Regions from separate parts of the Mus musculus genome. Here region 1 is linked to region 2. The links are chromatin contacts, called in public promoter capture Hi-C maps. All regions are on one chromosome and are shown on one strand. Each heading gives the region's core, a stretch centred on a gene start, on an enhancer-like site or on the middle of the called end of the contact. The rest is flanking DNA. Distances are from core to core; before and after follow the strand shown.

Region 1 (6,956 bases), core at 2,413-4,912, about 19 Mb after region 2:
TCTCTCCAGAGAGGAGCCCCTAAAAAGCGGTTCTACAAGAACAAGGATATCTCAAAGTAGTGCTAACAGGGAGAGCTACCACAACCTGTCAGAGCTAGCAGGAAAGGTCTGGTTAATGGAACATACATGCATTCACAATCACAGCAAAACTATGCAAGGACTACATACAGTGTCAGATAAAAGGATGCGTTAGACACATGCTCGTTAAACTAGTTGGTCAACCAAATGTCTGGTACCTACAGAATAACTTCCACTGCTGCCCGGAATCTCACCAACTCAGCTGAGGAGGGAGAAACTCACTGGCACAAAAGGTGAGATCATAACCCCAAACGTTGCCAAATGATCTAAATAAAAGGTAGTTAAGTCAATAACCTCATAGCCTACCTCTTACAGCAGCTGGTAAGATTTATAACTTCAGGGAAAAAGTTAAAAACAGGTGTAACTTGGTGACAACTCACCTTTGGCAGCTATCTGAAGTCTCACAATTCAAGATAAAATTTACAGAAGCAACTCACCATCAACAGCCTTTCACAAAAAGGATACAGAAATGGAAGGGGGAAGAGGGACTGAAGGAGGTATGGGGCAGGCCAGAATTGGTTTGTAGAAACAGGCAGAGAGAACATTTAAATATTACTAAAGGTTCCTGTCATTACTGCGCTGTAATCTGAGCCACTTCCAAACTAGTGTGAGAGACTGCTGTTATTAGCTTTGGAGAAAACTGTTTTAAAAGTCAAAAGTAATGACAGGCAAGCTATACAACCTCCCTTGTAAAAAATTTTCAAGAATGATTATGAGATGGAAGAATGAATGGCATGCCTATTAGTAACAGCTATGAAAAGAAAACCTAAAGTGAGCACAGTATTCTTTTTGTTTGAACTTGATTTCTCTCATTAGGTCTCTTGAGTTAGGCATTCCATGAGATTCACACAGACAAGTCCCGATGCACGATGGGGTGCAGGCAGGGAAAATTCCTTTACTACACCTATCTGCTAATTAGAATGCTCTAACATTCCAAGCATAACATTTCATCAAAAATAAACAAACATTTAACACTACCGCTGGTAGATGGGAGAGCTTAGTTAAGTAGGTAGGCCTTAGCTGTGGACACTTGCAGATCAGCAATGTGAATTAAAATGTAAGTGGAGCAGACTCAAGTCAAAGAACTGTTTCCATACACAGCAGAATAGAAACAAAATAGATTTTCATGAATAAAAAAAGTTATGCTCTTCAATTCCTAAAGCCATCTAATCTAAGCCGCCTCAAGTGCAGCTTTACTAGGGGAAAATGACAAAAAGAAACTTTAAAATCGCCTTGTCATTTATTTGTGCATTTATCTGTAATTATTAATTTCAGCTTCTGAGTGCACTCCTAACAGTTCCCAGCCTTCCATTTGTAAAAAATGTTACTTCATGGAAGTATCTGTACAATTACCCTGGAAATATTTCCAGTTTTTGTTCCACCCCGTGCTATCTTCATCTGAAAAGACACAACTTTCTCTTTTCATGTTGTTCAGTAAATTCTGCGGCTTTCATTTCTAGTCAATCTCAGTTTTAATCTAATTGATTGTTTCAAAGAATACTCTATCTAGTTAGTTAAGACTTCACAAATATTCGTAGGTTCGTATGTAATCTCCACCAACATGATTTTCTCCTCTGGTTCCAAATAACATAATGGTCATTTATAAAGCAAATCTAATGTTAGAAAAAAATGGAAACCTCTTAAAATAGGACGAAAACACCTCACAGCAGGCCATCACTGTAGCTCACTGCTTCTCTAAACAGGTTTTCCTTGAGTAGGCCCCTCTGGTGTTCAATAGATATTGCAGCATAAATATTTTTCTTAAAGTACAACTTAAATCTGATACTTAACACATAAGCCCCCCCCAAAAAACTCATTTATAACCTATATATGTACTAACTCTTAAGAAGATTCTCTGTGCATTTCAAATGGTAAGACAAATACCCTACCGTTTAATTATGTCTAATTACAAGTAAGATTAGTTCAAGGTTGATAGGGCAGCCTGAAGAATAAACTAGTTTAAAGAGGCGCGCTGGCGCTCGCTCTCAATCTCTCTCTGGGGGAAAAAAAAAACAAAAAACAAAAAACAAAAAACAAAAAACTTAACTCAGGTTGGGCCAGGAGGAAGAAAGTGAAAAGCAATCTTCCCGTGTAGGTAACTCAGTGTTCGAAGTTAAGTCCCTAAAACCAGTGAGTGCCATGCAGAGCGTGCAACTTCGGCACCACAATCTAGACTCTCAGCACTGTGGTACGGCTTGCTCTCTTCTCCACAGACCTTCCAGCAGACACCAATAAAAGAACTCATGCAACCCAGTCGGATATTGTAGCAACAACGAGGGTGAGAGTTCAGCTAACAGAAAAACGATCTCGCTCTAAAAAGCAACGCAATACAACTGTGCAAATAGTGTGGCGAGCTGAGAGCACTTAAGGGCCTTAGGGGGGAAAGAGACACTCCGGAAAATACCTGGTGCTGGAAAAACACGAGGCGCTACCACTGCGCTCGCTTTCGGGATAATATTTTCCCCCCCTACATTCTAACACTCCACTCTCCCGGAAAGAAAGCATGAAACTGCGAGGCTGAGCGGACAAGGGGTTCCAGTCACCACCAGCAGCCAGAAGGCAATCCCGGGGCTGCTCCGATGGCAGGAAGGAGAGAAATGAAATAAAATGCAACAAGGCGCAAAGCTGCGGCGGAGAGGGCGTGGGGAAGGGGGCCCCCGGAGCAAGCCGGGGCGCGGCGGCGAAGAGGCGCCGCGCGGAGCCGGCCCACCCCGGCGGCCGAGGACCCAGGCTCCGCTCCCAGGCAAACTTCGCCAAGCGGGCAGGGGGCGCGCCCGGCCCGGCCCGCGGGAGACCGGGTGGGATCCGAGGGGCTCCAGACAAACGGGGACCGCGGGCTGCCTGCGGGGGAAGGGCGGGCACACTCACCACGGGTCGAACTCGTGGATGATGCTCTCGAAGCGGATGACGGCGAAGAGGCGCGAGCTGAAGCCGGCCAGCCAGGCCAGGAAGAGGATGGTGAAGGAGAGCAACGACTGCCACCCGGCCGGCTGCGACAAGCCCCCGGACAGCCCCGCGGGGGGCCCCGGCTTCGGCGCCGCCGCCCTGGACGCGCTCTGGGTTCCGGGCCCATGGTGCCCGTGGCGGCTGTTCCCCAGAGCCATGAGGCCGCTCCACGGGGACGAGTTGAGGGACGACTTGTGCTTGCTCTCCGGGGCCGAGGGCTCCGCCATGTTGTGCCCCGGCGGCGGGTCTCGCTCGTCCTCCGCGGCCACCGCCGCCGCCTGGAGCGAGGGGTGCTGGGCGGAGACCCAGAGGAGGAGGAGGAGGGCGACGGCGACGACAACGAGGAGGAGGAGGAGGCGGAGGCGGAGGAAGAGCTGGGCGCGCTCCCGCCCTCAGCACCGCGAGGCCGGGACACTGGGGGTGGTGGAGGCGGCAGCGATCCGAAGTCTCCGCCTCAACAGTGGCCGCGACCGTCGCGGTCTCAACCCAAAAGGCCCCTGCGCCCCACTAGCCATCCGTGTCCCCCGTGCGGCTGAGGAGGCGGCGGTGGCGGCGAGAGCCGACGGGACGAGGGCGCCAGAGGAGCGGCGGCTCGGAGCGGCAATGACATTCCCCCGCCCGCCCAGCCGCGAGGAGCACAAAAGGGGAGGAGCCCCCTGGAGTCCGGGCGGAGCTCAGGCAACCTTTGACTCCGCCCCCTCGCCCAACAGGAACTGGCCCCTCCGCCTGTCACAGAGCGACAGGTCCGTTAAGGGGCGGGGCCGGAATGGCGGCGTGCGCCAATAGGAGCGCGAGCGGGGCCTTGGGCGGGGCTTCGGCTGAATGGCCCTCCACCCCCTCCGCCTCGCGGCCTCCCGCCTATTCGCCGCCGGCCGTGGCTACGATTTCATTGTCAGTTGAAAGACGCGGTTTCGCGCGCGAGCCCGTTCGGGGCCCTGGGGAAGGGCACCAGGAGGTTCGGCTCGCTTCCCCGCGCGGATTCCGACTCGAGCAGCAGAAGGTCCCACGTCCCAGTCGACCGAAGGAACAGAGAGCACGGCTTGGCCGGGTGCTCGGCGGCCGTGACTTTTAACCCGCTCAGCGCGGGGCGCCCGCCACGTGACGGGGCGCGCAGGCGCGGTGCGGGGCCCTAGGCGCGTGGGTCCAGCCGCTGTGCTGAACGTGCCAGAGTGAGTGGCTGGGTCGCTACATTCTCTGTCCCCGCCCTGCTGCTCTGAAAACTTGGAGTGGGCAGATGTCGTCCGAGCTGCAGTAAGATGTAGCCAGGCGGACACACACATAAATGTCACATTCTTTTTGCTGTGTTCTCCAGGACTTTTTTTTTTTTTTTTTTTTTTTGCAGCTCAATCTTTTGACTGCAAGAATTCATTATTTACACCTGCCTACGTTCCGTCACCAAATTAACTTTTCCTGGACTGTATTAGCTATTGCCCAATTTTCACTCTAGCCAACTGAAACGTAGGAACTTTTCCTTGTCTGGGGCAGTTTGCTTGTACCTTCTCCTTCCTCCACAACTAGCTCCGCCCATCCCCAAAAGGACAAAAGTCAGAACTAAAGATCCGGAGGGTCATTGCAGTGTTAGAAGCCCTCTTGGCAGGTACAGAGGTTAATGTAGAAACAAGGGCCGGCTAATATTTCACTGGTTTCTCGTGTACATTCACAACTGTCCATCTTGTTAGGGAACACCAGAATCTTTAAAATGTGTGTAAAGATTAAGTCCTGTAAATTTGCAAAATAAAATTATGTTCCGTTGCTCATTGTCAAAGGTTAGGTAAATGAACAAATGTACCTAACTAATAGGCTCAGCCACTCCCAACCTGGTGATTAACTTTGCCGGTTTCCTTATAAAAATAAATAGACTCTCATCAGGGAAAATGAACAGCTTCCATAAATAGACCTCCTCACCACCATTTTAATATCCAACATTTATTAAACATGTAAATTTTAATGAGATTCATAGTGGAATATTAACCAATCCCTTAGAACAAAGAGGTGACATGGCCTTTCTCAGAAAAGTGCACATTAAAATGGCAGCGTTTATTTTTGCCCATGTTTCATGAGCCAATGTTCTATTAATCTAAAATAACAGAATTTATCTGACGACTCTCATTTTAGACATTTTGGGTGTCTCTGGTGTTGCAGATGTTCCCTGATGAGTTTCTCTGTCTTCTTCCTCTTGGCTGTTTAATCGCGGGAGGCCCCATGTGAAGGGGAGTAGAAACAATTAACAATAAATTATAAAACACAAGTCACCTGTGTGGGACCATCCCTTCATCTTTGTGTGTGAGAGTGGGCATACATGTACTAAGGCATAGCATGTGGAGGTCAAATTACATGCTCAGATGTTGGTCCTTTTGACACACCAGGTTAGCCTCCTGTCTCAACCTGTGGGTCTTGATCCTTGTGTCAAACTTCTATCTCCAAAAGTATTTCCATGGTGACTCATGACAGTAGCAAAATGGCACTTATGATGTAGCAACAGAAATAATTTTTATAATCGGGGGTCACCACAACACAAGGAGTTGTATTAAAGGGTCACAGCATTAGGAAGGTTGAGAACCACTGCCTCAGGGCGTTGGGATTATAGGCACCTGCGGTCATAGCCAGCCTTTTATGGTTCTGGGAATTCAAACTGAAGTCTTCATACTTGCGTGGCTCCTTAATATAAAGTGAGTTTATCTGAGAACACTGCGGAACACGGTTCAGAAACATAAGGAAACTCAGGGTCATGATGTGGACAAGGACAAAGAAGGAGCCCGTGGGAAAGCATGAGGACGTACTCTAGCGGGGAACTGGAGAGCAGTGGTCCTGTCCTCCCACCCACGTCAGTCAGCTCCAGGTACGCCTGCTGTGTAAACTGTGGCAAACACTGGAGGAGCAGTCCAGGGAAGACTGATGGACAACCGGATGGGAGCGTTACCCGAGGAAGCAGAACCGCAGAAAGGATGGCTCAGAGGAAGAAAAGAAAGAGAAGGAAAGACCCTGCAGTGCTAGAAAGAGGAACGCAAGGGACTCAAGAAAAGACTGGTACAGCCACCACGCAGATCGGATCGTAGCGCGGACTGGGAGAGGTCATGCTGAGAGGGACACTGTACATTGCTTTAACTTGAGAGTGTTGGGAGGATTTGAAGTTGGATGTAGAGTGTGTTTAAGATGAGTCACGTGATCCGGTGTGTGCTTTAAGAAGACTCCAGGGACTGTAATATTTGTTTTGAGAGGCGATCAGTAAGAGCACATCTGTAGATGATCCGAGAGTCCTCAAGTTTACTCTCAGACCTTAGAAATGGTCGGAGAGCGCATGCTCCAGATTTACAGCTTTTCGATAAAGAAAGAAAATGGCTTCTAGTCTGTTCAGGGTGCTTCTGTGTGTGAGCCACCGTATACATGAACTCCCTGGTTCTTAAGTGCCTGTCACAGCCTTGTTGAGCTGAAAAGTGAACCTTCATCTTAGTAAGCAGAATCTCGCCTGTTTCCTTAGCAAGTTTAGTGGTTGGATCGGACATCGCACTCACACAGCTGGAAGGAAAGACCATAGACTACTTTGCAGAAGTCTGGCACCAAAGGTACAGAGGACCAAGTCAGACCAGGAAAAGTGTCCAGGGCTGGAGAGAGCAAAGCAGAGTGGGAAAAACCTGATCACAAGCTTGCCCCAGCTTAAATCTCCAGCTAGGAGACCATGGTGTAAGATGGATCTAAAGCTACCACCAGGCACCATCCTAACTCCGTTCTCCTCAGGTCTGTTTGGTGAGTCACTTCACCTTCATGTTTCAGTGTTTATGGACTGTTCCTTCCTAGAAGGGTTCTGTTCAGAAAGTAAGAATGAGCCCATGAAAGAACTTGACCCAGTGCTTGGTGCGAAGGGGAGCGGTCACTCTGTGTTGGTTATTAGTACTGTCAGTACCACTACTGCCTTAGGCAGGCAGATGGTAAAG
Region 2 (6,554 bases), core at 1,490-3,989:
ATAGCTTCAGTGTTGAAGGCAAAACACCATCACAGCCTTGCTGGTGGGAATATACTGAGAAATCTCCAGCAAGGCACCATGACAACATGCTTTGAACTCTAAAAGGTCTGTATGCTGCCTAGCTATCCTACAAGTGCAAACAGATCCCAAGGAAATAAATTTGGGAAAATGTATATATACACAGGAAGAGGAGGTGAAGGAAAGGGCCAGTGCACACAATAATGAAGGGGAAAGCGGTATATATGCAGTGGGACAGTAGTCAAGTAAACTATTAATAATAATGGGGATATAGACCTTTATTAACATGGGATGGTGTTTGTAACATACTTATATGGCTATGATTCCTTCTTGCTTAAAAAAAGAAACATTATACAGATTGCAGAAAGACATACTGGAATGCTAGCGGTGGGTCAGGCAGTTGCCTCTTCCAGGGCCTTGACGATTTTAAGTAAAAAGCGCCCGTCTCGGCAGAACGCCCCACAGGCACATAGATGTCCAAACTGATGTTGAGTCTGCATGTAGGCGGCCTCTCAATGGCAGACCCTACATGTCTAGAGACACAGCCTTCAAGGCTGAGGATTTAGTTTGTCTTCCTCTCACACACATTCTTAATGTCTCTGTGCGGGGTGGGATCTTCTGCACTGGTTTAGGATTACTATAATGAACTCAAAATTTACTATGTGAGCACAAGGATAAGTACTGATTCTATAAAGAGGTCTTGCTTAGTTCTTCCTAGGCTAACCTCAACTTTATCCTTACTCCCACTTTGTACAGGTTCTCTGCTTAAATGCATATTACCAAGGAAACCTATATCCTAACACAAAGGTTAAAACAGCACTGTTGGAGCTGCCATGATGGTCCACTCATGTAAGTGACTGAGGCAAGAGGGCCACCAACAATTAGTTAATCAGAGGTCAGTCGAGGCCACAGGAAGATCCTGCAGGAGAAGCCCTACCGTCGAAGTAAAGATAATGGACTCTAGAAGTGAGAAGGCAAGAGAGAAAGGCAAAAGGCAGCTTACAAAAATGAACCTCTCTCCACCACCCAAAAATCTCTTCAGTTCAAAGTGCTCTCTGGAAACAAGCAATTATCTTCATCCTTCTCCCTTTAACCGCGGTGGAAGATTTATTTCTTGAGCACATACAGAGCTCTCAAGAAAAGACAGCAATTTAAATAAAAATTGTGCATGATTACTGGGCAGTCAGGCAAGGCATACGTAAAATAATACAACCACTGGACTGGGATTAAAGGAGACTGGGCTCTTTTCTTGGCCCCATGGAATATGTAATTTTACAAAGAATCACAACCTCTGGGTTTCATTTCTGAACTAGAGGTTGGAATTTAAGAAAACAAAACAAAACCCCCCAAACCTTCCATGGCTCCTTTCAGCTTGTGATAGAGTGTCAAAGAGCCTTGCACCCTAGAGGAGCTCACTTCAGTGAACAAGTCATTTTGTGAGCCATATCTCACTTATGGTCTTCAATGCTTCTCTTAAAAATGCCATGCCCCAACGGCTCTCAGCTCTAAAAATCCATTCTTACTCAGAATGGAAAAAAAAAAATCTGTCCTTACCCATTAACAAAATACTCTTAAAAAAGGATTTCAAAAAGGTAAAATTGTCTAAATAGAAAGGCAATAAATGGAATACACTTGTCCACCTTCACTAACATTTTTTTTGACCCCTCACCTTAAAAGCAGCACAAAACCCAGAAGACCGATCAACTCGGATTCACTATTTCGTTTTAAAACAATGAGTTCGCACAGAGAAAATCTGTTAACATTCAACCACCACTCGGATGTTTTGAAGGTACGGGAGGAGGGGGTGTTTAATAGGACCGTCTTTCCCCAAAGCAAAATCTGCAAGGCAGAAAAGCGCTGTGATCTCCGAGGAGGAGGAGAAGGAGGAGGAGGAAGAAGCCCTCTCGGAGCCGGCCTTTCTCAGTCGGAATTCAAGTGCTTTTTCGCGGACAATGTGCCCCAGTGATTAACTCCCCGTCACACGTCCCTGCAACCCACACACGCCCGGAGCTCGCCCGCACTGTCCCGGCCGTCTGGGTGGCAGCGCCGCCGAGTCACAAGATAGCGGGCAGTGGAAATTTCCTCTCCCCAGGCAGGCGAGGGGCAGGTCCGGCTTCCCCAGTCCGCGCGGCCCGCGCCTCCAGGGCGCGCGCCCTACAAAGGAGGCCCGGCCCGGCCGGCCGGTCCCGCTTCCGGCGCCGCTCGCGGCGGGAACCGGCAGCACGTGTGCCCCGCTCGGGCTGGCCAAGCGGCCGCCCAGCCTCGGAGCCGGACCGCCGGGCCGCCCGCAATGAATGGGGCCGTCCGCCGCGCCGCCCGCCCCGCCGCGCGCTCACCCCAGCTCTTGGAGGTGCGCCCCAGAAACTCTCCGCTGCTCGGGTTGTAGATGAACAGCTTCCACTCGGCCAGGCTCTGGTGGAAGGATTTCTTCTCAGTCTTCGTCATGATGGGCGTGTGGAAGTCGAGGTGAACGGAGGCCGCGGGGCTGGAGGCGACGAGGGGCTCGGCGGCGCGTCCTGGCGACGGCGGCGGCGCAGCCCAGCGACAACAGCGGAGGACGGCACGGCCGGGAACAACTCTTCGTTACGAGACCACTAGAGCCGACTGCGCCGCGCCGCGCCGGGCGGCCGCAGGGGCCCCGGGAGCCTGACGTCTCCGCCCGCCGCAGCCAATCCCCGCGCCGCTGGCGCGCACCGCGGCCGCTGCCTCCCGCCCGGCTGGGCGCGGCCCAAAGGCCCAGAGCCGCCCGGATGACCCCGCCCCCGACAACACGCCACGCCCACATCTCCAAGGTCCGCCCTTGACGCCAGAGCCACGCCCCCAGCCAAGCCACGCCCCAGCCGGGCTACTTGCCCCTGTAGCCCCCGCCCAGGTGCGAGGAAGCCAGCGCGGCGGGGCTGCGGGCGGAAGTCTGCCGGGCACACTGACCGGCAGGGTGGTGGCCCGAGGAAGGTGGGCGTAGGAGGCTACAGCGCTCTCCACTGGAAGCCCAGGCCGTGGCTGGGCTTAGTGGAAGCCCAGCCTGAGACTTAGTGGTCAAAGCCTGGAGCACATACTTGGCCCCGGAGCCTTCTGCAATACGCCGTGGCGCGTTCTCCTTGGGGCTCTGTGACGTCTTTAAACGGCACCTGCTGCAGGGCCTCGGGCAGCGTTTGTAGCGTCTAGTGTGGACTAGCTGCTTTTGGGTTGCCTGAGGGTCATGGCAGTTTTATTCTAAATATGCTATCGTTAACCAAATGGAGTACAGTATACTTTTTCTCCAGATTCAGTCGAGCATATCAATGAAATCAATATAAATATTTTCCCAAGATTTCCGCTCACTAAAGCCTTGCTTTTTTTTTTTTTTTTCTTTTCTGGCTCGGTCACTCCAATTGTTAACTACAATACTTGATGGAGTACAAGGTTAAGGTTGTTAGAGTTAGGGATAGATGCCTGAACCACTCGGCTGGTGTTTTCTTTGCCACTGGTGGCCGCTACGCCTAGGCGGAGCCAGGAATTCAGGCTGCATTCTGAAATTCTGAAACACCATAAATGGGATTTTAAAAGACTCAAAATGGAAGTTTGAACAGAAGGTGAGGTTATTTTGATTTTTTGTTTTTGTTTCCGGAAAAGAGATGTTAAATAACCTCTGTTAAATAGCAATAATGAATGAATAAATGCAATCCCATTTTGTTTGCAATAATTTCATTAACCACGCCCACCCATACGTTTATGACTATCCAAAATCCAGTTTGGTTTTGTTTGTGACAGAATCTTGCTGTGTAGCTTCAGCTGACTTGACATTGTGTATCCCACACTCTTGTCCTCCTGCCTCGACTTCCTGGGTACTGAGATCACAGGCATGTGCTACCATGCCTGATTTACAGGGGATTTTTGTTTGTTTTCAACTGTTGTTTTTCTGGGGTTAGGGTTATTGGGAGAGGAGGGAACCAAGGACCATGCACATGACAAGCATGTCACCAACTGAACTACATCCTCCGCCCTCCAGTTATTTGTTTGTTTTCCAAGACAGGGTTTCTCTGTGTTGCCCTGGCTGCCTTGGAACTCACTCTGCAGACCAGGCTAGTTTCCAGATCACAGAGTGCTGCCTCTGCCTCTGGAGTGCTGTGACTTAAAGGCCTGCACTCACCTCTCTCTGCCTCCGGTTACTTTTTTGGTCTAATAACACCAAAAAAATTTTCAGAAGCAATTTGTAGAGTTTGACATGAAGCTGATTTTAGAAATACCAAAATATTACACAAGAAGCCTAGAATGCTTCTCTAGATTATAGGTAAGGCTAAAAGCTAAGGAATGGAAATAATTTTACCTCAAAACCTGAACTGCACACTAGGGTAGCTAGAATACTGATAGGATTAACTATGAGCTTTTTATATATGCAAACCGATGAAAGATACATCATCTATCTGGGATAAAATATAAAAATATATCTGCTTATTTTGTGTGTGTGCATGTATAACAAGCATGCTTTAAGAAATAATTACCTAATACATAGAAAACAATGTTATGAAATGACATTTCAAAGATGTTAGTGGCCAGCTGAGAGTTTCAGTCTCTGTGTTTTTAATAGCCATAAATACAGCTTTTATACTTAGTGTTCTGTGGTTTTTCTAAATAAGGGTTTAAATACAAATATAATTCAGTAAACACTTTGAAAACTCATGGCTAGTTTAGTCAGTATGGCAGTCAGTTTCAACGGATTTCAATTTGGCAAAAATACTATACTCGAACAATATGGGACCTCTTTGTTTCTGTGTTCCGAGATAATTGAGCATGGCCTGGAAGAGTAAACACTGATTATCTTGGGATATTAGCCTGCCAAATATGAGCAGATGGAATATCAAATTTGGTCAGTTATATTCCTTGTAGGTAGCTTTACAAGAGAAATTGCTTTACCAAGATAAAAAAGCAAGATACATAAATTTGAATTTGAGAGATGAACATCTTGTATTGTTAATTCCCCCCCCCCTTTTTTTTTATATATGTGTAGATGTTTTCCCTGCACTGTCTGTGTAACACGTGTACAGTGCCCATGGGGGACAGAAGAGGGCATCTCCTGGAATTGGAGTTACAGTTGTGAGCTGTCATTTAAGCAGTGGGAATTGAACGTGGGTTCTGGAAGAGCAGCAAGTGCTCTTAACTGCTGAGCCAGCTCCTTATTTTCATTTTGTTTTTATGATTGATTAATTATGGATGGAAGGTAAAATTCAACTTTAGCTCATTATTCAGTATTTTTATTTGCTGAATCTGACAGCCCTACCTACCCATATGACTCTCACTGTAATAATGATCTCGAGTAGATCACTGAGATCCTCGCCCTGGGCTAGGTGGCAAGTGTGATTTATTTCATAATTTTCACACACAAAAACCAACTAAATCTAGAAGTATTTGCCTAATTTTATAAATGAGAAAACCAATTCCCCTATGGTCAAAAAGCCTCTCTTCTGCTGCCCAAGGAAGGAACCTGGGGAAAAGTCACCACGTTGAAGGAATTGGAAGAAAGACCCAGTTGCAGGCCACTTACTGGGTTGCAAAGTTCATTGCCTGTTTTCTATGAATGCCAATAGGATCAATTGGCCCTTGATTTGCTGAAAATCTTAAGTCCATTCCTGAATTTTAGAAGCATGTATAGAAGATGGGGTTGCCATCTTCTAACCACATCAACTTTATAACTGACAGGATGTTGGAAGTGAGTTGCTGGAAGAGAATGGATATTAAAATGTCCTGAGCCATGCTCAGAGGCATTTGCCTCTATTCTCATCACAAGGCGGGCAGGAGCATCAGGAGGAGTTCAAGGTCAGCCTTGGCTACAGAGGCTGGACAACAGAACAAGATTTCCTTACAACACGGAGCTGACATCTTACTATTTCCGACAGTCAACGTTCATATATGGTTTCCACAGAGCAAAGGCATTTTCTTTTTTTTTTTTTTTTTTTTTTTTTTTTAATTTATTTATTTATTATATGTAAGTACATTGTAGCTGTCTTCAGACACTCCAGAAGAGGGGGTCAGATCTCGTTACGGATGGTTGTGAGCCACCATGTGGTTGCTGGGATTTGAACTCTGCACCTTCGGAAGAGCAGTCGGGTGCTCTAACCCACTGAGCCATCTCACCAGCCCCCGAAAAGGCATTTTCTACTTGACTGATTTTTAACACCGGGTGCTTTTAAATAAACCTTTTGCAGATGACCTCTCTGCATTCTTACAGATTACAGGACAGAGACTTGCAATGTTCATGATCTTAAGCAGAGCCTGTAAGCCAAGCATTTGGGAGGTAAAGATAGGAAGATTATAAGTTCAAGAATAGCCTGAGCTCCATGGTGAGTTCAAAGCCAGCCCTAGCCATGTTGTAAGACCCTGTCTCAAAATTAAAAAAATAAAAAATAAAATAAAGGCATGTGCTGCAGCAGGGAATGGTGACTTGAACTCCTAATCCCAGCAGTTGGAAAGAGTCTTGGTTACTTAACTTTTCTATTGTGGTGACAAAACACCAGGACCCAAGGCAATTTACAAAAGAAAGAATCAGGATGTAGAAGCTT

The links. Promoter capture Hi-C pulls out the DNA fragments that hold promoters and counts their contacts.
Region 1: a contact with region 2 is called in a promoter capture Hi-C map of erythroid cells, with 7 times the contacts expected there. The contact joins the promoter of Stt3b here to the promoter of Atp1b3 in region 2.

The regions. Positions count from the first base shown.
Region 1 is chr9:115,306,806-115,313,761 of GRCm38.p6, forward strand. Stt3b (STT3, subunit of the oligosaccharyltransferase complex, homolog B (S. cerevisiae)) reads right to left here and starts at 3,663. Exons shown (of 16, transcript NM_024222.3): 1 at 2,947-3,663. The coding sequence starts at 3,251.
Region 2 is chr9:96,361,692-96,368,245 of GRCm38.p6, forward strand. Atp1b3 (ATPase, Na+/K+ transporting, beta 3 polypeptide) reads right to left here and starts at 2,740. Exons shown (of 7, transcript NM_007502.5): 1 at 2,355-2,740. The coding sequence starts at 2,463.